Regions from separate parts of the Anas platyrhynchos genome. Here region 1 is linked to region 2. Evidence: chromatin contacts called from public Hi-C data. All regions are on one chromosome and are shown on one strand. The core of a region is the stretch at or near the end of the contact, and the rest is flanking DNA. Distances in the headings are between cores, read along the strand shown. Region 1 overlaps LOC101789803 (SAM and SH3 domain-containing protein 1). Region 2 overlaps LOC101789803 (SAM and SH3 domain-containing protein 1).

The links. Hi-C and Micro-C count contacts between places; a contact is called where the count stands out from the background.
Region 1: a contact with region 2 is called in a Hi-C map of small yellow follicle, with 3 times the contacts expected there. The contact joins two enhancer-like sites. A contact is called at or near these places in 3 of 8 Hi-C or Micro-C datasets (F5 follicle, small yellow follicle and subcutaneous adipose tissue).

The regions. Positions count from the first base shown.
Region 1 is chr3:52,843,579-52,846,293 of IASCAAS_PekinDuck_T2T, forward strand. All of the region lies in intron 4 of LOC101789803 (SAM and SH3 domain-containing protein 1), which reads left to right. Among named protein-coding and RNA genes, the nearest start is that of UST, 100 kb to the right of the region's middle. Within about 2 kb of position 1,318, at least 4 of the 8 cell types and tissues checked have an H3K27ac peak or open chromatin away from gene starts, as enhancers often do. A contact at or near this core is called in small yellow follicle, where this site is marked.
Region 2 is chr3:52,783,985-52,786,780 of IASCAAS_PekinDuck_T2T, forward strand. All of the region lies in intron 1 of LOC101789803 (SAM and SH3 domain-containing protein 1), which reads left to right. Among named protein-coding and RNA genes, the nearest start is that of UST, 160 kb to the right of the region's middle. Within about 2 kb of position 1,462, at least 4 of the 8 cell types and tissues checked have an H3K27ac peak or open chromatin away from gene starts, as enhancers often do. A contact at or near this core is called in small yellow follicle, where this site is marked.

The sequences.
Region 1 (2,715 bases), core at 68-2,567, 59 kb after region 2:
TAACTTTGCAGACTCTCAGTCTGCCTCCAGCAAAGTGGCAGCAGCATCTCTATCCGTGACATTTCATTTTAAACAGAAATCTCCCCAGAACTGCAAGTGCTGCAATTAGACACCCTGACTTCTGATTTGCCAGAAGAATAATCACTGTAGCAAATAGGCAGTAAGTGTGTTCTTCGTAGTTACTATTCCCTCTTTGTCCCCATAGCATGTTGATCTGGGGATGTGTTTGTATATACAATCCCTATTATTTCAAAGTGATGGCAACACCCCAAGGATGTTTACCCAGGCAGGGGACTGAGCAGGGTTTTCTCATAATTGTAAACAGAGCATTTAAAACAATGTAATTCAACTTTTAGCCTGTTCCATTTTTGAGTATTCAGGCCTACATGACAAACTGATGAGCTCTGCATGTTTGCCAGGAAATCCAGGTTAAACCCAGTCCCCTGAAGTCAGGCTTCTGCATCCTGACTCTCATCCTGTTTTCAGAAGAACTGGGGATGTTGCAGAGGGGAAGTTGTGTATTTTCCCTCTTGGGAAATAGATCTGCTTGCTCTCACTGCTCACTCCAGCAGCCTCTGGGCAAATTTCAAACATGGTGCATCAGAGAACTGCCCGGAAAGAGAGAAAAGTGGGTGAGAGACCCAAGAGCACTATATACAGGCAGGATGAGGTACAGTCTCTCACTCCTGTGCACTCATTCTTTTTATTTGCAGCTGCTAGAGAAAGGAAGGACACAAAATAATGCATGGGGCAATGCTTGTGGCATTTCACAGGCATTCTTACCACCTTTGCGTGCCAGTGAATGTTATCAATTGACAACTTCTGCATGAGTCACCATCTCTTTCTAGATCTGTACCACTCAAGAACACTGCTGACCAAGTAAATGGTCATACTTCATATCGAGTGCCATGTTTTGTCTAGCTATACTTCTCAGCCTGCAGCTCAGTACATTTTAAATGTTTTCTGCCCAATGATCCTGAATACTGAAATCCCAGACTCTGCCAGAGCAGGAAGCTGAGCAGAAACAGCCTCACGGAGCAGAAGATGCTGGCAAGCAGCTCACACGTATGGGGCAGCATTGCTCGGGGGCTTTGCATTCCAGCACAGGGGAGCTGCTGTCCCTCTGGCAGCTGCGTGCTCAGCTCCTGGCTTCAGCTGCTCTGCAGAGTGAGTATCTTTGTCGTGTGCTCCGCATGTACAGGGTGCACGTCTCAAACCGAGCTTCTCCCATGTTGAGTGGATGCAGTTTGGCCGGCTCCTTGGTTACTTGTTGTGGATGTCAGAGGAGGAGTTGCAGGCTGCTCAGTAGTTGGGGTTTTCTCTGAGGCTGTTAGCAGCCAGCCAGTGAAGCCACAACAGAAGTGGTTATCTGCATGTTGTCGGCCCTGTAGGAGGAACTATTGACTGAATCTGTTCTTAAGGATTTTCTGCAGTGGACGTGCCATAGTAACACCGGTCACACTCCTGCGGAATAAGCTTGAACTCCGCATCAGCCCGAGGCTGGGAGAGTGCCTGCAGTTTTGTGTCCCCATGTTCAGCAGTGTTTGCTGCTGAAAACAGCAGTCTTTAAAAACAGCTTTCATTTTGCAGCAGAGTTCATGCAAGCCTAAATTCTGCCCCCTTTGGTACACTAATCTACTGGCCTTTGCCAGTAGTTTTTAACGCTAGATTTCCTAATCCTCTTCCCCTACTGCATCCAAACTAGAGGTCAAGCTCTGAAAGCAGGAGGTTATTAAATCATCACTCCAGGTCATGGATGGGGGGGCTTAAATTCTGTCATATTTGATTCTGGCAACTTGACAGGGTGCCCGAATTAACTTTGGCAGATATTTGAAAGCTCTTCTGCAAAGAAACAGGAGTCCTCTGCCAGAGGACGTGAGGCAAGGAGAGGGCAGAAACTGAGGAGAACAAAGCAGAAAACAAACAAAACCCTAAAGTGAGGATGCCAAAGGCTGCACTTAATTACTGACGGAATAAATTGTTCCTTTTGGGTAGGTTAAAAATGGAAAGGAGTGTTGGAAGGAAAAAAAGGAAGAAGTAAAAGCTTGCCGTACTGGAGATGTCCTCATTTAAGATGCATTTCTTTATACCCTGTGCTTGCAGGAATCAAAAAGAAGCAGTGAATGTGTACGGCCCCGTTGTCACTTGTTTGAGGCCTGATTTAGTCAAAGCCAAATTATTCATGCTGCCTTTAAACAGCCTCCTCCAGAGAAGTAGGGCAGGAAACTCCCACAATAACCCTCACAATGGGAGCGAGAGGCCAGCCAAGCACCGCCTGGGACACGTGAGGAGGGGGACCAGTGCTCCTCGGAGCCGAGCCGCTGGCAGGAGCTTTCTGTCCTGGAAGTTGGGTGCTGGGCAGCGTGAAGGCCGCCTTTCACGAGGAAGCCAAACTGCGAGCAGTGCACGCAGTGCGTCACCTTGGCTGCCTCATGCTTGGCCGTGGACGAGCTTTGGGCTGACAGCGATCTGCCCCTGCCTCAGCCCCGTAGGCCGCCTGGGCGATGTGCGACGCAGCCCCGCCACCGGCTTCCATGTTGGGTGCCCACGGGCAGCTCGGTGGCTCCACCGTGGTCGTGGTGGGGGACACGCACACACAGCCACACGCAGCCCCATGTTTGTTTCCACTGAGAAAGTTTTGACCTGCTTAAAGAGCCATTGCTATGGAAACCTAATGAGAAGATAATTGAATGAAACGTCTTTGCTTTCCATCTC
Region 2 (2,796 bases), core at 212-2,711:
GGGTCTGCCTCCTTCCTGCTGAGGAGCTGCTGTGATGGGGAGGAGGAAGGGTGTCCCCTTCATCCCACTGGCCTTGCTGGAAGCCCACTGGACATGCCCAGGTAAATGAGCAGAGCGCGGTGGGACCTCCTCAGGGCACAGGTTTGGGAGGCGATGCTGTGCACAGCAGTTGCTTGAAGTGCAAGCTGAGCCCCCCTCGCTCAGGCCAATGCATATATGTTGTTGTTTGTGTGCATTTAATTTAGGTAGCTTCAGATAGGACCTTATTAGCAGGAACCTGTGATGGCAGATCCCAGGTCCGGAGGGGAAGCAAATACTTGTCAAGTGCTGCTGGTAAGCAGCATATTTTAAGGACTTTGAAGTCGCTTAATAACTCTCACTATACTTGACAAATATCGAGTGTATTTGCAGCTGTACTGGGATTTCGGTGAAGTGAATGCAACTTTTCCCTTTTGCGCTTATTCTAATGAAATATTCCATAGTTGCAGCTGTGGTAGAAGTGCCTCAAAGCTATTTGTACTGTTAATGGAGCTTACTAGATAACACAATTAGACTTAAAAGCTCTTGCTTAGTTTGTAGCAAGCTGGTGACGGAATGTACTGGTTAATTGCAATTTGCAGCGTCTCAGAGCAGCAGTGGCTGGCTGAAGGATAGTAAGGTTTTGAGCTTGCAGGACGTGGATTGTGAGCAATAGCGTAGGAATTCTCTGCATCCCTGAAATTCAGCACCATGAAAAGGATATTTTTTTGAGGTATGTAGTGCATGGAATCGGGTATTTATGAGGTAATGGCAAACTCTCCACTAGTGGGGACTGGAAGTTTGTATATGGATCTGAAAATAAGTTGCCGTATGAAGTGAAAATCAAGAATTGTGTTCTTTTAAAGGTGGCCTTCCAAAACTTGGCCTGTTGACCTTTGTATGTAGAAGACCCTGTGGTGTCTTTTATGCCAATGCGTTGCTTTTCCCTCCATAGCTGGAGCAGGTATCTGGGTGAAATTCTGACATTAATGAAATCACTGGCAAAACTCTGGTCAGTTTTGACGGAACAGGGATTTTGCTGAAGAAGACTTTTTCATGTGAGGAGCTTTTGTCTTCATGGGACAACCTGAAGAAGATACAGAGGAACTTGCAAGAGACACGATGAGTTAGAAGTCTTCCTGGAATTTCATTCCAAAGCAGTAGTTGGTTTCAGATTCCCAACTATTGAATCCATTATAAGATCTGAAGAAGATAATTTTATCTTTCCATAATATTTTGCAGTTACCATGCCAAGAGACAACCAGTGCTTCCCTACCGACTGTTGTTAGCTGAAGAGAACACAGTATCTGCTTTGAGGACAATAAGGCTCCCCTTTGCTTGTCCGGGGAGCTGTAATATTTACATATATATGATCTAGCCTGCTCTCTGTGTTTCGGTGGCTATTTGGATTTCTTATCAAAGTAATAAAGAAACAAACTGAAAGAAAGACGCCAGCTGATAATACCCCAGTGATAACGTGTAATTGCGTACTGGCTAGCATGCTTTGGGGAGAGGAGTTTGGTAGGAAGCCAGGCAACGTGGAGATGGGGGAAGCAGATCCCGGCTGGTAGCAGCAGCCAGAGGCATTGCGGCAGCTCGTGCCAGCTGCAGGTTCCTCCCAGGACTGCTCTTCCTGAAGCCGCCAAAGGTTTGCCATGACCTGCAGCAGAAATCTTGTCCCTCCGTCACCCTCCCAGCACCTCATTCAAGTGCCTCCCCTTCTTTGATGTCTGCTTGGCACCCAGAGGCTGCTTTGGCCTCAGCCATAAGCACTTGGTGCGGGCAGGCAGCCGGGTCCTGGCTCCGGTAGGGTGTGCGTTTGGAGGAGGGGTATACCCAACTTTTATGGGGTCTGCAGAATGGCTGTGGTGCTGCTTCACTGGCTCGGAAGCACTTGGAGACATTCTATTTAAAAGGATTTCTGAGACTTTGGGGTGTGTTTTTAAAGTGTGTCCCAGTTGCAAGAGTAAGGATAAAGCCCAGTAGGCTTAACCCCTGCTCTCTAGACTGATACCTTTCATTTCTTCTGGTTTACAGAACCACAGAGTGGTATCCCTTCAGATAAAGGGATCCAAATGGAGATTGACTTTCAGTTTAGGTGTTTAGCTTTCTTCTTCAGACATAACCTGTTGCATTTCCTTTCCCTCTTGTCTCCACAAAACGTTACACCTAGCCCCACTAATCCCGTTATGAAGAAAGACAGCTCACAGAGATAACCTTTGGTCCAGGCTTTTTCTCACATGCCAGGTCACATAACACAGATGTCTCCAGCCGGCAGTGCAGTCTCCACAAGACCCTACACAGGACTGATAAGAGTTTGTGGATCTGGTGCCCTCTACGATCTTTCTTGAAAGCAAACTCAGGGTTTCCCTGGCTTTTGCATTACAGAGAAAGAGGTAGGGAGGGTTTTTACATCTCCTCTTTTTCTGCTGAGAGCTGCTGTTTAATAGAAAGTAACTTTAATTTAAAGGTAAATTGTAACCTTGAGACAAATTTTCTATTTTGTTGTTTCTATGTGTTGTTGGTTTGCTGTGAATACCGGCTCCATTATTAGTGTTTTGAAATACTTTTTGTTTTCCCCTCTGAATTTTTACATATTGAAAGTCAATGAACTAAGCTTGTTGTGTCAATGCTAAGAGCAATGGCATACCAGGTTTACATTAATGATGCTTCCTTTTGTGGATATGAAAAACTAGCATAGTCTAAACAACAGGAAAATGTAAAAAATGATGTGGAAAATAGAAATCATATGTGGAAATCCCTCAATCGTATGTAGTC